2 separate regions of the Arachis hypogaea genome follow, and region 2 is linked to region 1. The links are chromatin contacts, called in public Hi-C maps. All regions are on one chromosome and are shown on one strand. Each heading gives the region's core, a stretch centred on a gene start, on an enhancer-like site or on the middle of the called end of the contact. The rest is flanking DNA. Distances are from core to core; before and after follow the strand shown.

The links. A called contact is a pair of places that touch in the nucleus more often than the background predicts.
Region 2: a contact with region 1 is called in a Hi-C map of leaf, with 2.3 times the contacts expected there. The contact joins the promoter of LOC112803377 here to the promoter of LOC112801068 in region 1.

Annotation. Positions count from the first base shown.
Region 1 is chr5:30,047,592-30,055,033 of arahy.Tifrunner.gnm2.J5K5, forward strand. It overlaps LOC112801068 (pre-mRNA-splicing factor SPF27 homolog), which reads left to right and starts at 1,538. Exons shown (of 6, transcript XM_025843598.2): 1 at 1,538-1,942; 2 at 2,040-2,215; 3 at 2,312-2,395; 4 at 2,929-2,998; 5 at 3,085-3,218; 6 at 3,297-3,574. The coding sequence starts at 1,715. The coding sequence ends at 3,369.
Region 2 is chr5:30,534,902-30,541,890 of arahy.Tifrunner.gnm2.J5K5, forward strand. It overlaps LOC112803377 (protein FAR1-RELATED SEQUENCE 5-like), which reads left to right and starts at 2,261. Exons shown (of 2, transcript XM_025846878.1): 1 at 2,261-2,414; 2 at 5,264-6,429. The coding sequence starts at 2,261. The coding sequence ends at 6,429. LOC112801088 reads left to right here. Exons shown (of 9, transcript XM_025843627.3): 9 at 1-636. The coding sequence ends at 505.

The DNA.
Region 1 (7,442 bases), core at 288-2,787:
TTTTATTTCATACATTAAAAAAAGCTAACAAAATATTTAATTATGAGACTTCTTTAAAATATTTGTAATCTATCAATTCGAATTCCATACAATACTCTTTTGTCCATTTTTAATAACTCATGAATATTTTTTAATAAATTTATTTAAATTATACTACAAAAAATATTTTATCCTATGCAAAACAATTTAAAAAAAGGCTTAAAAATGTTAGAAGTACTATAAAAATTTGTAATGTTCTAATAACTTAGGTAAATACATGCATGTACTCAAATTTTAAATAAAATACTTTACATTGTCAATAATAATTTAGAAATGAAAGAAAATATTTTATTCCATATAAAATAATTAAAAAATATATGTTATTCTAATACAAAATAATTTTAAAAAAATAGCTTAAAAGATGTTATGAGTACTATAAAAGTTTGTAATATTCTAGTGATTTAGGTAAATACATGATAAAAATATTTTTTCTTTAAGATCTAAATTATTATTGACTATGTAAAGTATTTCTTTAATGTCCTAAGTCAACCATATATTACAAATTTTTATAGTACTCCTAAGTTATATGGTGATTCGAATCACCATATATTACAAATTCGTTTATTAATACATGCAATTCGTTTAATCTCTTCTACTAACTTTTTTTATGTATTAATTGCATGCTAAAAGTTTGAATTATTCATAATATTAGTATTTTTTATTATTTTTAATTTTTTAAAAAATATATATATATCGTGTAAATGAGATATATGCAAAATCTGTAAATGAGAGAAGAGAGATATATTTATTTCAATAAATATTTTTAAATTATTTATTTCGATGATTATTACGTTTATTTAATTTATAAAAATAAAAATACGTGAATTCTTATGTGTATTATTTTTGTGTTTTTTATTATAACTTTATTTTTAGTATTAAAAGCAATGGATAAAAAATACTATAAAAATATACCAAAAAGATAGATAAAAAAATAATACAAATATTTTTAACACATAACCATAAGAGTAATATATTAAATTAGGGTTAGTTTGGATTGGTTTTTGAAAAAAATATTTATTATTTTATTTTTTTAAAAAATCTATTTTTAATAGATAAAAATTATTTTATATTTAAATAATTTTTTTAAAAAGAGTTTTTAAGTATTAAAAATATTTTTATTTTTTTTAAAATAAAGTATTGTTAGCTTTTAGAAAAAATAAATAATTTAATTTTTTAATAAAAACACTTTTTTTAAAAGATGTATCTAAGTGAATTTTAAATTAAATAAAAATATTTTATTTAAAAAATACCTTTTTTTACTAAAAAACCCAATCCAAATTAATATTTAGTCTTCAAATAATTTTTAGTTATATAATTTAACTTTTAACAAATTTTAATTATTAAATTATTTTTTATTTTTTAATTTTATTAGACTTATTAATTCTTACATAAAATTTTAGTAAAATGGATAAATTAATTTTTGTCATTTATTTAATAAAGATATTAATTTTAAAAGTTTTTAAAATTATAAAATAAATTTTTTATTACTCAAAATCTCGAACAATAATATATCACTTTTTTGGGTCAAAAATTCAAAATATAATTGCATCGGTGGAGTGTTCCAGAGCCTTATGAAATTGAACCACACCCACGAGTAAAGGTCTGAAGGCATCGTTGCGTTTGTGCTAATTAAGTAGTAAGGTGATTGGGGGCACTTGGATCTTTCTATTTCACCATGGCTGATGGAGGCAATGGCGACATACCGATGCTGGAAGCTCCACCTTCTTATGGGCGCCAAACATGTTCTTCCATCGATGCTTTACCTTACATCGACTCGGACTATGCCAACCCCAGAGTGAAGGCGGAGGTTGACCGTTTAGTGGAGGAGGAAATGCGCCGCAGTACCAAGAAGCCCGCCGACTTCCTCAACGACTTGCCCCCTCTTCCCACCTTCAATTTTCAGGTCACAAATTAGGGTTTTTCTTTTTCTTTTTTTTCTTCTTCTTTTCGTTCTAATTGTTGCAGTAACTAAAGAGTTAGTGTTGCGTGAATTATTGCAGGAGTACCCAATGATTGGTAGAGAGTACGAGCGTGTAAGAGCTGGAAGGGCTCCCGTTGCTCTTGATCGGTCTCGTTATGAATTGGAAACGCCAGCTGTCAGTAAGAGGAACGATGAAACTGCTTGGAAGCAAGCACTTCAGAGATCTCAGCGCCTTCTGCAATATCAGATTACCAGGTATCTCTCTCTCTCAAATCTCTCTCTATCAACTGAATATTACTATTAACATTGTGCATTTATGATTTAACCTTCCTCTTATTGCCTTTTCTTCAGGATGGAAAATCTTGATTTGTTGTTAAAGTATGGACCTGATGCTTGGAAACAACACAACAATCGATTGGAAGTATATTTGACAAGGTTTGGATATTTATTATTGCTTCATTCACTCCATTTTATATGTATGAATGCAAATAAATAAAGGTTAAATGATTCCGTAGTCTTATAATTTCACCAAATGTGTAATTATGTTTCTATTATTTAAAAGCTTTTCATTGGATCCCTACACTATTTTGAATATTGTAAGTATGTTTTCATGTTTTTGCTATGAGAAAACGTCTGTTACATGACAAAGATCTAATTACAAAATTTAAAGAAGTACAAGTACTCAATTGAAAAATTTTAAATTATAAGAATCTAAATATAAATTTGGTAAAATTATAAGGACAAACATAATAGATTAACCATAACTAAATAAACAAGAGTCTCAAAGAAGCAAGTTACAAAAATAATGAATATGTCCTGTCCTTTCCTTTGGCTGTTAGGAATAAAGGAAAAGTGCAATATGATGTGTCAAATATAATACTGGTCTCATCTTTGTTTATCAAGTTTAGTGTGAACATGGCAACTTCGAGTGGTCAATTGATCACAGTTGTGTTGGTTTATATTTGCAGAATACAGAAATTAGCTCAGGAACTAAATGAAAAGATTGAGAAAGTAAATCGTGAAAGAAAATATCATCAGGTGAAATGACTTTCTGCTCCATCCTTTGGTTGTTTGTTAAATCTCTGATATACTTTTACTTGAGAATGCTTTGTTTCACTTGTCAGCAAAATACGGCATACGAGCTCGATGCTTTGTCAATGCAGTGGAAGGATCTGTGTCAGAAAAATATAGCAATACAAACTGCGTGTGCTTCACTTGAAGCTCGCATAATAGAACTGGAGACAGAAGCAGCGGAAAGGTAAACTTGCTATTAATTTTTGTTTCCTCTATCAAATTTCATCTATACGGCTGCTGTTAATTAGTTTTTTCATTTCAGAGGTTGGAACTTGGACGCCATCACGGAAAATGGGACCCTTGCTCAATTCAGAAGTATGACATTAGCACCTTGATCTTTCTTTTGTTTTTGATCAACCATCTAGTGTGATTTCTCAGTATTTTGTTTTAGGATCAATGTCGAAAAAGGACCATGAGTCAATGAGTACCAAGAAGTTGACATTTTTTCTAAAGTAGTGGACAAACAAGAAAACAGATTTCTATTTGGTTGTTAATGCTTATGAGATATTATTATTAGAAGAATTATCAAATCAAGTAAAATGATAGTGTCTTTTAGCTTAGGACTTCAAGATTTTTACTAGTATTTGTAAAATATCTAGTATATAAACTTTTGAGAAATTTAAAAAAAGAGTATTTATATATGCAATAAAGTATAAATATTGTTTTGTTTTAATATACTAAATTTTTTTAATGTTTAATTTAATTCAATTTTATTTTTCACTTTTAAATAAATTTTAATTTTTTTCAATAATTTCAATTTTTTAAGGCAAATATTTATTTAATTTATTTTTTATTTTTTTAATAAAAATAAATTTAATCCGAATGATATTATTGAAGGATAAAATTAAAATTTATTTTAAAATTAAAAATAAAATTTAACTAAATTAAATATTAAAAAGTTTTAGTACATTAGAAACAAAAGGTATAATTTATATTTTATTGTATATGTGCCATATTTTTTTTGCATGTTTATATATAAGTCATTCGATAAACATTTTATGAATAAAAATTTTTAAGAGCAAGATGAAAAAAAATCAAATTACTTGGAACAAAATAATGTGATTAAGAGTATTTTATTTATATATACTTAAAAAATAATTGAATAATTATGTATCGTAAAAAAATTAATATTATTGAAAAATAAAATTAAAATTATTTTTAAGTTAAAAATAAAGTTTATTTAAATTAAATATTAAAGAAGTTCGATGTGTGTGTTCATATTTTTTTTGGAAGTTTATCTATTAGTTATTTTAGAAGTATTCTATAATGAGTAAAAATCTTAAATTTATAATGCAATTTATTCCGTTAAAAGTTATTTTCATTATACTTGATTTGGTAATTTTTTTTAAAAATAATGTATCATTTTTGTCTTATTTAAATCCCTAACATTTTAAAATTATTTTAATTTTGTCCCATCGTTAATTCTATTAATAGATCTCTAATGACAGGATAATATTAAGACAATTTTAAAACGTTTGAAATTTACTCCAAATATTAAAGACAAAAAGAATAAATGATACTTTACTTTTTGATACAAACACTCTTGACATTCCTATAGAAATAAAGTTGCTACTAATTAATTATATTTTAAATTATTTTTAACTAACAAAACAAAAAAGATGCATATTTGGTTGTTAGAAAATATTGATATCAAACATATTTATTATAACGAGTGTAGATGTAACGAGATTGACTTTACGCTAATCCAGTTAGGGGTGGAAAAAGGTCAGACGGCCGCAGCCTAGCCTGTGTTTAGCCTGGTCTGGCCTGACGTGTTATAAAATAGGTACAGGCTCAGGCTCTTTTAAAAGCCTTAATACATTAATAGGCCAGGCCCGAGCTTACTAATTAGCCTTATAGGCCTGTCAAGCATGCCTGGGCCTGTTAAAATATAATTAAATATATAAATAATTATTTATTATTAATAAAATTATGAGATATTTTAAATTTATTATATTTTATTATAAATATTTTTATATATTTTAAATATGATAAAAGTTTAAAATTTTTTATAAATATTAAATATATCACATATTACATATAACTATTTTTATTAAAAAATATTTTTTTTTAAAATAATATTTTTATTTTTTGTAAAAAAAAAATTATCAGGCCTTTTAACAAACTTCAGGCTCAGGCTAATCAACTGTATGACAGGCCAGACCTGTTAAGAGCAAAGCCTGGCCTGGCCTGACCTGTTTCCACCCCTAAATCCAGTGTATATTATTATCTTAACTCGTAACGCAGGATATATTTTCAATGATTAATACTTGAAAGTCAATGTTTTTTTTGGCTAATATCATCTAATTTTTATAAATTATTTTATTTTTTTAAATTTTAAATCATAAATTTTTAATCTTATATTTTAAATTGTACATTCTAATACTAAATTCTCCAAAAGATAAAAATTTTAAAATAAAAATATCAAATATTAATTAATTAAAAATTAATTACTTATATTTTTAACTTGATCTTTTGTGTGTCTATAAACGGAAAAAAAAAATTTGTGTGACTACAAAAAAAAAGCCAAATTAATTGACTTGGTTCCTATCTATACAAATAAAATGATAAAACTCATTTTAAAGTTGGTGTCATTTCACATTATCTCCTGAATTTGAAGCAGTACTTTTAGTCACAAGATTAGATGTATGATTAGTTATCCTTTGAATCAAGGTAAAGCAGGTCTTTAACTTTAACTTAGAGTCTCTTAAATCTTTTTCATTAGATCCCTTTTAAAATAATATTTTCAAATTTCTTCTTATGTATCATAAGAAAAAATTCAATCTATTCTTCTCACAAATAACATTCCAAAAATCATATTCTCAAGTACAAATAGCATAAAATTTATCCAAAAAAATATTAGTATTCTCTAACTTTTCAGAACAACCTTTTATCCAACATTCATTAGAATTGTAAATAAAGCAACCAAAACTTACTGAACCGACTAAGGAGCTCTGATTAGCATCACAGTTCACTTTAACCGAGTTTATATAAGGAGACAAAAAAAAAGAGTGAAGGAGGAGATAAAGAAAATGCATATTGAAGATGGCATGCATATTCCTAGCCGAGTTCCGAATCATATTAACTACTCTGCTAGCATCCTGTCCATCGTCAGGGTCGTAGAAATCAATATTTCTATCCCTCCAAATCTACCTAAAAGTTGAATAGAATAAGAAAGTATCACTCTGGTAGGATTTCCGCTTCAACCAGTTCTTGAAGTTAGGATAAGCAGAATACATATTCAAAAGAGTCCAAATTTTTATGACTTTTGTACAATCCTTGAGACAATGAAAAAGAGAATTAGGAGCTTGTCGATATCTAGATATCAGACATTGTAAGACCACAATGAGACCTGAATTTATAGTGGGAACTCTATTATGCAGACAAAGTCAAATAATAAACTTGTACTTTACCGACACTTGTAGTATCCAAATCCACAACCAATTAAAAAGTCAAGTTCAGCCCATCTAAACTTAATGCACTCAGAGAGGTTCGTTGTTATGTGCCAAAATCTGCGATCATTATCACAATGTTGTGACCATATTTTCTTGTTGAATTTACCAGCACAGTCTGTCATCTCACACAATAGCCCTCTCAAAGCATCCATGTACTGCTCGTACTCAGCCTTGCTTGGAGTATAAGCAGAATTCATGAGATATTGCTTTTCCTCGGAATATTTGAAACGAGACATGAAGTTAGTAGCCATGTGTCTGACACAATACGCATAGAACGCTTTAAGAGGCCTCCAACCACTATCATCGGCTCTAAGTGCGGCTTTGATCTCCTGGAATCTATCAGATATAATCAAAAGCCTTTCTTGGGGTGTCACATGTATCAAGTTGGTAAGGAAGACGATCAGGACTCCATAGTCCTAGACTCGACAATTGCAAATGCTACAGGAAGAATGTTAATATTGTTGTCTTGTGCCACTGCAATTAGCAACACACCACCATATTTGTCATACAGATGCATGCCATCGACGAAGACGAAGGGCTTACAATGCTTGAAAGCCTCCACACAGGGAAGAGCCTAGAATACCTTATCAAATTTGTTGTAGTCGTGTATCACCAAGTGCCCATCATAGTACAGTACCGCCCTGAAATTATATATTGTTTCGGTACAACAACTCTATAATACTTGCAGCAACTCCGACACCTTATTATATGACTCCTCCCAATCACCGTATATTTGCACAATTGCCTATTGTTTCACCATCCAGACCTTTCTATATGAAGGGTTTGAAGTGACAGATTTGCCTAACTGCACCTTGTAAAACAAAGATAGTAACTGATGGGCTAGACTGTATGAGGGGCAGGATGACACTACAAATGAGGTTGATGTTCAACGGTTAATGGTCCTGAGACATGGTGGAGGATAACAAATTAAAATATAATCGGTAGCCATTCAA
Region 2 (6,989 bases), core at 1,011-3,510, 490 kb after region 1:
ACCACCAATTGATGAAGACTTGATTTGGGAGGAAGTGTGTGGTGGGCAAAAGAAGAATCGAGTTTACGGAAAAGGAGCATTCTTTTCTAGCTCTATTAAGTCTAGAACCACTTCTGCCAACTCTGTATCTGGAAGAGCATCTACAAATCAAAATTTTGTTCCTGATTTGCGAGAACAGATTCATAATCTCAATGAAGAGCTTTTTCAACGTGTTACTCAACAGACAGATGAGCGTATTAGTAAGTTGTTAGATACACGCTTGGCTCCTTTGGAAAAGACTCAAAAGAAGTTAGAAAAGTTAGAACGGGCAATTGGAAAGGCCAAGAAGGAAAAGCTGAAACAGAAGAGATGGAATGAGGCTTATGTTAGCTATTACAAGAAGGTTAGAGCGTCAAGTAGTTCCACTACTGCTCCACCGCCACCGCCACCGCCGCCACCTTCAATCTCTTCGGATGAAGACTATGATGATGATGGGGATGAAGATGACACTGAGGACTATAGTTGATAAATTTAGTATGGTTGAACAATATACTGAGGATTATAGTTGATAATACACTTTGTTTATGTTTTGAATTATATTGACTTGCTTGTTTATAATACTTTTCTTTTAGCTTTATAATATGATGAATTTGTTTATTTTTTGTAATATTATAAATATTTGAATACTAATTAGATAAAAAATTGTAATTATTAAATTTATATTATTTTGTATAAAACAGGTTTGTTTTACAATGAAAAATCTAAAAAAAATTTCATTTTATCTTACTGACAGATTTACAGACAGATTTTCTGTCTGTAATCTAAAAAAAAATTACAGACAGAAAATCTGTCGAAAAATCCGTCTATGATTACCGAGGAAAAATTCGTCGGAAAATTTGTCTGTAATTACCGACGGAAAATCTGTCGAAAAATCTCTCTGTAATTACAGACGGAAAATCCGTCTGAAAATCCGTCGGAAAGATCGTCTTCTTCAGGAAATGGAGGGAAAATTTACAGAGGGAAAATCCGTCGGTAACTAGTAAAAATCCGTCGGTAATTTTCCGACAGAAAAAAATCCGTCGGTAACTAATTTCCGACGAGGCTTTTACAAAGGGACAAAATCCGTCAGTAATTCCGTCGGTAACTAAAAATCCGTCTGTAATATAAACCAAATCTGTCTGTAAATCTGTCTTTATTAAGCCATTTTCTAGTAGTGACAAACTTAAGAAAAAATATGATCCACTAAAATAAATAATCAGTTAATTAGATTTCAATAAAAAATCAACCCAACACAACACAATTTTTTCTACATGTATGCATTCATCGGAAGAAAAAAAAACAGAATGACAGCAACATTAGTTTTAGATAAATCAAAACCACCTTTTATTTTCTTATCTTCTCTCAAAAAGATCTAAAACAAAACAGAAATAACCTTACCAATAACAATAATAACAAAGACTTGTCCCACCAATATGTAGATATCGTTTGACCACCTGATAGATGGTCTTTTATTTTTCATCCGTTATCCATCTTCTATCTCATCCATCCTATTAACTGGGTGTTCTGTCGGTTTTCTTCTCACATGTCCAATCCACGTGAGACGCGATTTTACCATTTTTTTACCATAGGTGCTACTACAACCAGATGCACTCCGTCATTTTAACCAACCTACTTGGATCCTATATTACACTTGTGTACATAGCCGGTCCAAAGCTTGGATAAAGGAGGAGGGTTATGTTAGATCTTCGACAATCAAGTCGAATTTTCATGACATGAATCAAAGAAATTACCTGACCAAACACAAAATTTCAATCACAACAAGAGAAAATAATAAAAAAAATACAAAACGAAATTTAATGTAAAAAAATATGATAAATGAACAATCTCCAGTCAAACTCTAACAACAACTATCATGATCATGATAAAAAAAAATGGAAACCATATAATTGAAGCTACCTGATCAAGCAAAAACAAATAATCAAACTTGAATTTAAAAATAAATAAAAAATAACTAAAGATCGATATACATGTGAATTGAAGAATAAACCGATCAAGAACTTCCAACAAAAAATAGAGAGCATAATGTCAGAGAAAGGGGGACATTTAGATTCAAACATTTAGTGCAGATTTTTTTACACATTCATAATGTGAGACAGAGACAGGGAACTTACCAGTTACCAGAAAAGGAAGACAGCGACAAAGAGGACACCGCAGCACAGCGATGAAGGGGCCACGGAATCGGCAGCACAGCGACGACAAGTAGGTTTGGCAACGCGACAACATGGCGAGGGATTCAGTAGGACGGCAGTGCAGCAACGGTGACAAGCTCGGCGGAAGGCTCTACGGCGCAATGAAGGTGACCAGATTTGAGCTTCACTGCGGAGAAGAAGAAGTGACTTTCGTTCTCTCTTTTCTGCTAGGGTTGGGGGCCGAAGGTATGAGTTAATGAGACTATGAAGGCATTGGCGGTGAGGATTGAGGAACCTTAAAATCTTAAAAAATGTATATATATATAGGTACTCGAGGGCGGGTAGGGATGGGTTTATCCAGACACCAATCCCGTCCCGCTCCGATCTGATTTCGCCCCTCGTTCCAGGTCGGGTTTAAACTTGCCCTAACAGTAAAAGCAGGTCGGGTAACCGCAGGATCGGATACTACTGCTATTTCTACTTTTAAAATGTTAGTGTATATATATAAAGAAATGAACAGAAGCAACAATTTGAAAAAAAAAAACCTATTCAATTAGTAATTATGGCCTAGAGATTATTTAAGAAAAAAATATTTATTTTAACCATAGATTTATACGTTATTAAATAATCCACTAATATTAGCAAAAAATTATGTGAAAAAAAAAATCAGACCTAACTACTGATAAAGCGTGAAAAAACCAAATGTTTTGTGTACATGTTTTTATTTTATCATAAAAAAACTGATATTAAATAACCTGTTAACATTGGCTAGGAAAAAAATTGTGGCTAAGAAATTTAGAGTTTGTTTGGATGAGTTTTTAAGAAAATATCTTTTTTCGAATTATCTTTTTTTAAAAGATCTTATAGAAAAGTAAAAGTAATTTTATGTTTGGATATCTCATGTAAAAAGGTCTTTTTATCTATCAATTATATGTTTGGGTATAACAAGGGTCAAGATTCGGTGGTCCCAGAATGTTTGGACTACTTAATGGTCCCATTAGAAAACATGTTTTTAGAGTTTTTTAACAATTGCTACATAGTCCTTAAACTAATTTTAATTACAAATTAACCCCATATATTTTATTTAATTATAAAAACTGTTTTTTATTTTATAAATTATTATTTTATCAATTATCAAATATATTTATTAACAATCAAATACAAAAACAACAACCAATTATATCCTCCGTTGATCCTAATAAAGCATTTGGCCATTCCAATTGATTAAAATATTAAATTTGATCTCGTGACGTTCGTCCATGGCTTCCGAATCGTGTTTCCTTGAAGTTCAATCGATTGGTTTATCAAAACAATCGATTGAATTGTAACTCAATCGATTGAATTACAATGTACCACAAAACAATCGATTGAAAGGTGTAAGGTAGAATGCTTTTCGCTTAAACCAATCGATTGTTTATACTTTCCAATCGAATGAATGCCCAAAAACAATCGATTGTTTTTTTACTCAATCGATTGAATTTACGAAAACAACATGGATTTGCCAAATACAATCGATTGGAAAGTGATGACATTGAAGTTTTAGCCAAATTCAATCGATTGGTAATGTAATCCAATCGATTGGAAGGTGATGAAGTTGAATTTTTTGCCAACTTCAATCGATTGGTAATGCTACCCAATCGATTGAAATGTGTCCTACGCCTATTTCAATCTTGTTATCTTTTTAAAAATTATCTTATTATTCATCTATCTTATCTTTAAAATTCTATATTCAATTTTTGCTGTTTTATTTTGATGTAGATAAACTAATCTTATCTTTTCCTTAATATTAACATTATAAATTGGTGAATAATCCATCATTAATTATTCAATCCACCATTGAAATTGTGTATCATTTTCTTTTATTATAAAAAATTTAATTGTTTTTCTTTGGAACATCCATCTACTCAATATTCAATTTTTTTTATTTTTTATCCGTCTATTTAATATCCACTGTTTCTTCATCGTTAATCACCATTGCAGTAATCAGCAAAGGTCCAATCAAGTTTTTTATTGTAGTGTTCAAAAAATAAACCATCGTTTTGATTACAAAATCGAGGTTAGTGAATAGAATTTCTAATTTTGCAATTATTCGTTTCGATTATTTTTTTCCTATTTTACCCCTATGTTTATAATCTAAAACAACAAACTCAATCACGTACTCACGTTCTGTAAATTTTGCATTAACCCATGACAGAATGATGTAACTGCTCGTTAAGATATTCTTATTGGATGTAAATTATTATTACAAATATTTTTATTAAGATATGTTTTGAAAGAATAAAAGTAGAATAGTTCAATAAGGATTAATTTTTTTAAAAAATAAATTTACACTAATAATTTTTCTCTTCAAATTATTAACGTACTTTTTTAATATATTCTAAGTACCTACACAATATAGAATATCAATTAGCGTTCAAATTTAAGTTCCAATATTGTTATTAACGAGAGAGATTTATTAATTTTTAAAAAAATTTACACACAATAAGTTTTGTATCAATATATCATGATTCATTTTAAAAATAATATTTATTCATCTAAGTTATAGAGCGTCTTGAAAAATCATATTTAAATAATTTTTTATTTTTTAACTATTTTATATTTTTAGATTGAAAACTTTGTATTTTTTTTATTCAAGCTTTATTTTTATATTTTATTTTAATTGTCTCATTCAAAACTATTAATATGAATTTTTATTTTGTAGGATAAATAAAAAGATGAGATTTTTTAATAAATTAAATTATTGAAAAACTTACTTATTATAAAAAAATTTAAGTATATTTCTTGATTATAAGAATACATATAATTCACTTTTGAATGTAATCAAAATAAATATAAATTTATTCAATTTTTTAAAACTTACATTACTTATTAAAATTATAACATAATGAATGTACTCCTATACAAATTTATTCTTATTTGTGTGCTTTATTTTAATTTTGTTAAACAAAAAAGTTTAAATATTATTTACTTTTAATTTTTAACTTTTACCACAAATAAAAATATATGACTTTGTGTGTATTAAATAATTTTTTTCATTGGACATTTTTAAGATATCAGGTATATTTACGGATACTGAGATGAATGAGTAATACCAGGAGGACATGACTTTAACCAACAAGAAGAGCTAGTAAGTAACCAAGATATGATGGATGAACAGAATGAATTCGAACAAGATTTCAGAGATGAATTTACTGAGGGAGCATTTTCTTCTGAATCTAATCAGTCAGAAGATATTCTTGAAGCCGCTTATGCGGTTGACTCCGTGCAAGACATTACAACTTTGAAATTTAGTGAGAATTTTGCGGAGGAAATTGGCAAATACCACTTTTATACTTTGCAGCTTTCATTTGATTTTTTTATGAAGTACTCAAAGTCGAAGGGCTTTAGTGCAAGGAAGAGTAAGACCTTCAAGAATAGTACTGGCGAGATTTACAAACAAAAGTTTGTATGTCATAGGCAAGGATTCAGGATGGAGAAATATTACACGATGGAAAAAAGGAAGAAGGAGCCTAGATTGGAAACAAGAACTGGATGTGAAGCCCGAATGGATGTTAAATTTGTACCAGAAAGTGGAAGGTGGCATATCTTTTATTTCTCTGACGAACACAACCATGATCTATTGGATACACAATTCAGTGCTATGTTGTCTGCCTACAGAAAAATGTCAGAGGCAGATATTATGCAAATGATGAACATGCTAAAGTCAGGGATTAGCACCTCACAGATATTTGGTCTTCTAGCTAGTCAAGCAGGCGGGTACGAATTTGTTGGCTATGGTCCCAGAGATATGTACAATGAGATTGCTCGACAAAGGCGTCAAATTCCTGGTGATGCAGCACGAGTGTTAAAGAAGTTGGAGGATATGCGGTTGAAGGATCCACAATTATATTTCAAGGCATGTCATGATTCAAGAGGTTTGTTACGTAATTTGTTCTGGTCTGATGGGATTAGCCAACTAGACTACCGACTCTTCGGGGATGTTATTGCTTTTGATGCTACGTACAAGAAGAACAAGTATAGTTGTCCATTAGTCATATTTAGTGGGGTTAACCACCACAACCAAACAATTATTTTTGCTGCTGCGTTAATTGCGGATGAAACTACTGATACATATATTTGGCTCCTGCGTCAGCTCATGTTTGCAATGAGGGGCAAGACCCCAACCTCAATCATAACTGATGGGGCCATGGCGATTAGGAATGCAGTGAGAGATGTATTTCCCGAAGTCAGACATAGATTATGCGCTTGGCACCTTATTTGAAATGCAACTAGCAATGTTGGAAATCCATCGTTTACATCTAAGTTCAGAAAAATCATGTTGGGAGACTACGAGATTCCCGTGTTTAAGCGTAAGTGGGTTCAGCTTATTGAAGAATTTGGCATTGAGGATAAGCCGTGGGTGATCAACATGTACGAAGAGAAGCATATGTGGGCTACTGCATATCTAAGAGGAAAATTCTTTGCTGGCTTTAGAACTACATCAAGATGTGAAGGTTTACACTCAGTTGTGGGAAGGTATGTGGGGTTGCGGTATGATTTAACAAGTTTTGTAGAGCATTTTCAAAGGTGTGTTGCACACTTGTACTTTAAAGAATTTAATGCTGATTATGAATCTACACATGGGGTGCCCGTCATGCAAACTTGTATAGAGCTGCTAGAGAGATATGCTGCTGAGTTATACACGCATGAGATATTTCTTTTCTTTCGGCCATTTCTCTCTAGAGCTGGATCAATGCGGGTGCTAAACATAGATAATACCGATGATTGCATAAAGTACACTGTGTGTAAGCATGGGAGGCCCGATTTTATGTGGACCGTTGA